Linked DNA regions of Astyanax mexicanus: region 1 is linked to region 2. The links are chromatin contacts, called in public Hi-C maps. All regions are on one chromosome and are shown on one strand. Each heading gives the region's core, a stretch centred on a gene start, on an enhancer-like site or on the middle of the called end of the contact. The rest is flanking DNA. Distances are from core to core; before and after follow the strand shown. Region 1 holds the start of si:ch211-132p1.2 (proteinase-activated receptor 4). Region 2 overlaps rnf130 (ring finger protein 130).

Region 1 (3,215 bases), core at 462-2,961, 58 kb after region 2:
ATTAGCAGTAGTGCTTAGCGCTGGTAAATGCCTCCCGACAGTGCCACACTGAGGGACCCTGTGTGTTCCGCATTGCTTGGTTTAACACGGTAAACACGCAAGCTACAGTCCGATACACTCACCTCTGAAGAACAAAAGAACTAGCGCTGTGATTAGCGCCTAATGCTAATTCTGCTCCAGCTGCTGGTGAAACTTCACTGAAACTCCTGTTTAACACTATCCTTCAGTGGAGTGGCTTTACTGCTCCTTATAACATGACTGGTATAATTCATACATAAAGCACACCGGATTATAAGGCGCACTGATAATTGTTGCCAAAATGAAAGGGTATTAAGTGCGCTTCATAGTAGGAAAAATACGATAATTCATTACGTAGTATAGTATAGTCCAAATGTATTAATAACGGTGTAACACAGTGTCAGAGAACACATGATTAGCACTTCTAGATATGTTTTTTAATGTGTGGAAAAGCTGATCTGACCAGTGGAAATGACCACAGCTTCACACTTCCATTACCCTGACCATCAACACCCCCGCCAGGGGTGCAGTCTCACTTCCTCATAGACGACTAGCAATAAATAACCCTAATGAGCTACTTCCTTCCACCAACACTCTCTTACTGTGCTAACAACTGCCGTATTTACCTTTTCCTGATTCACACAGAACAGCACAGTTATGTGTGTGTATGTGTGTGTGCGGAATTTTTTGCCATAATTTATTAGGTTACAGAGGTGCACATTCTGAATATTTCTAGTACAAGTAAGTTGGTGTTCTAAACTATTTTTGATTAAAGTGCATACGCACACATCAACTTATATATTGAAATGTAATGATGATATATTAGAGAAATTACAGTATTATAATAAGAGGATAGTTTATTGAGGACAACTGTACAAATGAAAAGAGCCTATAGTACACTGTTGGAGCCTGTAGCCTGGATACAAGATGAGATACAGTTGGCCATGAAGATATACAGGTTCCATATGACATCCTGCAGCACATTTATAAACAGATGTTGCAGCTGGGCCTGTAGATCCTACTCTACACTCATAGGTTGCTGGAGCTGCCATCCCAGCTCCTCCCATAAATCCTTGATTGGTGATAAATCTGTAGAGGGGACAGAACAAGGACATTCCTGGGAAACATTTGCTGTGTTTGGATAAGCAGTTGAAAACCCTGTCATGAGAGGCAACACATGTGGCCACAGGATGTTCTGCACATATCATTGAGCTGTTAGTGTCCCTAAGGTTTCTTATCACTCTGTTTATCATTTATATATATATATATATATATATATGTTTCAGTAAAATTACCATTGTTGTTTTATTCTATAAATTACGGACATTTCTCCCAAATTCCAAATAAAAATATTGTAATTTATATATTTGTAAATATATTTGTAAATATTGCATTTATTTGCAGAAAATAGCATGTTCTCTTCCATCAGTCTTACACACTGCTTTTGGATAATTTTATGCCACTCCTGGTGCAATAATTCAAGCAGGTCAGCTTGGTTTGATGGCTTGTGATCATCCATCTTCCTTTTGATTATATTCCAGAGGTTTTCAATTTGGTATTAAGTGGTCTAATATTTTTTCCATGGCTGTATATATACTATACAAAAATGGCTAATATAGTGCCATTAAACTAGATAAAGACACACACACACACACTGCATGTTTCATACCCTGAAAGGAAGCAGGGCGGAGAGAAGGCATGCGAAAGTGCACACACACATACACACACACACATTGAAACTCCAGAAGCAGACCTGAAAGCAGAATAAGAGGACTGGAAATCAAACAGGTTTCACGTTTCTCAGCGGACCTTCTGAAAATTGCACTGGACTTCAGCCTTCAGGAACCCTGACCCGTTCTCTAGAACTTCAGAGATGCTCTCTCTCAGCAGAACTGCTCTATCTGTTCGTCCTAATCTCCTGGTTCTTCTCCTGGTTCTCCTCTCGCTCTGCACGGCCTCATCTCAGGCTTCAAGAAACTTCACCGGTGGACCTGCCCGTAAGTGTCTTCAGCTCATCCCAGAATAGGACATGGACTAGCTTAATGCATTGGACTGAAAATGTACACTGTTCTAAGGAACCTTTAAAGGTTCTTCAGTTTGAAAGTGTATAGGAGGAAACCCTTAATCCAGCTAACCTATCTTTGCATTAGAGGTTTTTTTAAAAGTTACAATTAAAGTTAATAAAGTGTCAATCTAGTTTTATGAATGTTCTTAGAACGTATATTTTGTATTTATTTATTTTATTATTTTATAATTATTTTATAATAACATTACTGCAACATCAGTTTTGTATTTAGTTGCTAAATGTTCTTTTAATGTTCTGTTCTGGAAAGGTATTAAACCTTTAAAAAAATGTTTTAGAACAATATTTTTTCCTGATGGTTGCTTAAAGCAATTCAAAGGGTTCCTCCTTCACATTTTCAAATTGAAGAACCTCTAAATGTTCCTCAAGGATCAAACAATTTTAACAACTTAAAGGAACCTTTAAAAAATGTTTTTAGAAGAATAATTTTAACAGTGTACAGTACACAGAACCAACAGTTCTGTACACTACGTGAGCAGCCATTTAAAGGGTTAAAGAGGCTTCACATGAAGTTATGTAAGGTGTAAATGGTTTGGAAATATTTTGCTGTAGGACATTGTTAATAATGTTACATAACATCAACATAAGTGCTTTGATAACTGACATAACCATATTTCTGGAGATGAATAGGCAGTCCAATATAAACTGTTAGAAAACTGTAAAAACTTTATTAACTATGACAAATGAAAAAATAAATAGTATTATTCTAATTTTCTATGTTTAAACTGAGCCTCAAATGATTAAAAAGTAAGTTTTAAAGTGTTTGATTTTTCAAGTTTAATCTCTAAGTTAAAATACAGCTTGACCTCAGGGGTAATCTTTGGCAGTGTAGTTTTGCAGTGTTTATTCATAGGGGTCGAGAAGCATGATTCAGCTCTCCTGGTTTTGATCCACTGTCACTGCGTTGTTGCAGTTTGGAGCAACACTTTGAACTTACTTGATTTAGGCAGATTTTACCTTATATGCACACTGAACAGATAATTCAGCCTCCCAAACCCACACTCACCAATACTGTGTAGTCTTTCCCATAAGGACTTTCCTCCCCAGTGTATTCAGTTTTATTTAATGGAATGTTTGTGGGGCTTTGAGTAGTCCAGCGGGCTAAGCGCTACCA
Region 2 (3,199 bases), core at 525-3,024:
CACACACCTGGTCAGGAGGAAAGTCACATATGCTAGGAGAAACAATGCTAGGAGACTTATAACAATTATAAGGGTATACCTGTACACCTCTGATAATCAATAAGTAAATTTAATGTTTTAGGCCTGTTTATGTTTTTAACATAATATTGCATTTAGGAACATAATGCATGATTTGATACATTAAGTTTTATCTTGTTTTATGATTTACATTTTATTTAAATTTTAGTAAATCAAATAGAGTGTTAAACCTAAAAAGTTTAGAGTGCCTTGTTTTAAGTCTTGTGTCCTAAACTTAATGTTTTCCAGAAACATTATCTAGCACCATTAGAGCACTGTGCAAGCTCTGCAGAGCCAACACATGCACAGAACCTCGACTCAATTGTAACATGTTTATTGAGACGTTACAATAAATTATTATACATGTTAATATAACTCTGAAGTGTGTTTGACAGCTCTGGCTGAGGTCATGCTGAAACTCTCCAGATATCACGCTGTTCTTTTATGCAGGGGCTGTCAGTTATCAGTGCTGAGGAAGTCAGTAGTCAGCTGAGTGCTTAGTGTTGATGATAAAACTGTGCACTTTATTGTCCCATAGTAAACCAGCCCCGCCCACTTCCTACTCTGTTTGTTTGTTGGCACTTTTCACACTATGTTATACAAATGTTACAGGAATGATCAGCAATGTTTTTAAATGGTTACAGGAAGGTTAGCCTTTAATGGTACAAAAAATACATTCAGAAGTATTCTAAAAATGTGTTTAATATTAGAAAAGCACATAAGTAGTAAAATGTAATAAAGGTAATAAAATCAATAATTAAAAATAGCATTTTTTATATTCCAACTAAATGTGAAAAGTTCATATTCAATAGATAATTATAAATTAATAAATAATTTATTATAATAATACATTTACATAACCAAGAAATAAATGTCAATTAGCTTTTTTGGTTGCCAAGTATTCTGTGAATCTCTAATATTAACAAAAATAATGACGTACAAAAACAATTATGATACAGGAGATAAATATATTGAATATAGTGTGATTTAATGCAATACAGTGTAAGAAAGACGATACACTGTATATAAAATTATTTGTTTTATAATTTTTATCAAATTTTAATTAAACTGCCAATACGAACACACCATTATATATATATATATATATATATATATATATATAAATCTAAGTAAATCTAAAGTTTTTTTTGTTTATCTAATTAGAGCATTGGGATCTGAAAATGGTTAGGATTTGCCTCTAAACATTCCATTTATTAATTATTTATTTTTTCATTATTACAATGATTCACTTTAAATAATTACTGTTAAGTATTGCAAATCATAAAATCACAATGCTTCCATATACTGATCATTTCTTAATACCTAGAATAAACTGTAATAAACTATAATATTTTCAAATTCATTCATTCTCCTGTATTAAATTCCACCTGTTCTCAGTGATACTAACACTACAGCAGTTTCAGCTCTGAACACTAGGGGGGGCAGTGCCTGCAGTGGGCTTACTCTAACACTGAACTAAGAATGAAGAAGGCCAAAGCGCTGTCCGTTTCCGAACATCCGGCTGGAATTCACTGTTCACATCGTAAATAATGATTACGTAATCCACAGAGCGACGCAATAACGCTGGAGTTCTGAGGCATTCCCCACGGTAACCCTGCAGAACAGCAGCTGAGGGGAGATTATGTTTAGCCTGGTTTAATCCCTCTGGACAGGGATTGTTTTGAAGGATCTGGAGCTGCTGTGGAGGAGATAATGGAGGTGATCGGGCCGGGGGAGCAGAAGAGGAGGCTCGTACTCTCCCTGGTGTGAGACCGAACTCTCTTGGCGGAACTCTTGGCGGAACTCACGACGGAAGACTCAGCAGAGAGGAGAGGAGGGTTTATATGCTTTCACTTCTAGAAAGCAGTGTTTTGAACCATAATCACTGCAGTTTCTGCCCAGACCTAAACCAGGCCCAGTATCAAACATAGAGTTCAAAGGTTCAGACATGTCAACCCACAGAACCAAATCCTTAATTTCTCTAATCATCATATCATAACTTCATATTTATAAGTGTATCATGTTGTTGACCCAAGTATCTAAATGTGATTTAGGAATGGCATTGTTTTAGGACAGTAGCTGTGTTTCGTTTGTTTTATGTGTTTCCTTATTTTCCCCCAATTCTAAAGCAGCGTAAGATGTATCCATCTGGGCAAAGGCAATCCCATGATGCATTTCACCAGCTCACAGTTCCAGCGCTTCAGTAGACTGATTTAATATGACTGATTTAGGTACAGTAATTTGAAAAGAGTGATTTAAGTAGATTTTGCTTTAGCTAATTTTTCTAAGTTAACAGATTCAAGTTGAGTCAGTAAAGTGAATCGAGTAGAGTGAATTGAGTAGAATGATTTTTGTAGATTTTTTTAGTTTTAGTTGAGATAACAGAGTTGAGTGATTTTAGTAGGCTGATTTGAGTTGAGTGATTTGAGTTGAGTAGATTTGCTTCAGCTAATTGATCTAAGAGAAGCGATTTGAGTCATTGCAGCAGAGTGATTTAAATAGAGTGATTTGAGTTTAGTGATACAGGAGGGGGACGTTTCTGAGTACAGTTTTGGAGGGGTGACCTAGAAAGTCAGTGTCCAGGTGTCCAGCTGTGTGACCGAGGCAGACGCAGCAGATGGTGCTCAAAACTCTTAGAGCCGTAAGAGGAGGAATAAAAGTGTCTTTTTCTGTGTGGGCATGTGTGTGTGTGTGTATGTGTAAGAGAGAGAGAGAAAGATGGTGTAAATCCGCCCGGAGGTCGGTGAAAGCGGCGCTAAAAATAACCGGAGAAGGTCCAGCAGGGGCAGTGAGTCACAGCTACAGTCCAACAGAATTTACTAACATAACACAAGCACACACATACACATACACGTAAACCCTCAACTATTACAAGTTCTACTTAATGTGTTATATCTGAATACAGCATTTTTTACCAGGCTTGTACCATTTTAATCCCCACTGGCTGATACATAACAACAGTGGGTGCTTTACTCCAACCAGATGGGACTACTTTTTTCAGTGGAAGGAATCTGACAATCTGAGGGGGGGTGTGAACAAGGAGAGTGACCAGGGGTAGTGAACAGGGAGAGTTATTGGGGGAGTAAGGAGAATCCTAAACGGGGGAGTGAACAGGGGAGTGAACAAGGAGGGCTATTGGGTA

What was found. A called contact is a pair of places that touch in the nucleus more often than the background predicts.
Region 1: a contact with region 2 is called in a Hi-C map of blood, with 2.2 times the contacts expected there. The contact joins the promoter of si:ch211-132p1.2 here to the enhancer-like site in region 2. A contact is called at or near these places in 2 of 3 Hi-C or Micro-C datasets (blood and muscle).

The regions. Positions count from the first base shown.
Region 1 is chr10:33,614,649-33,617,863 of AstMex3_surface, forward strand. si:ch211-132p1.2 (proteinase-activated receptor 4) reads left to right here and starts at 1,712. Exons shown (of 3, transcript XM_022684027.2): 1 at 1,712-2,015. The coding sequence starts at 1,892. The region is part of intron 1 of rnf130 (ring finger protein 130); the gene reads right to left.
Region 2 is chr10:33,556,712-33,559,910 of AstMex3_surface, forward strand. The region is part of intron 6 of rnf130 (ring finger protein 130); the gene reads right to left. Among protein-coding and RNA genes, the nearest start is that of LOC125804801, 11 kb to the right of the region's middle. Within about 2 kb of position 1,775, the one cell type or tissue checked has an H3K27ac peak away from gene starts, as active enhancers do.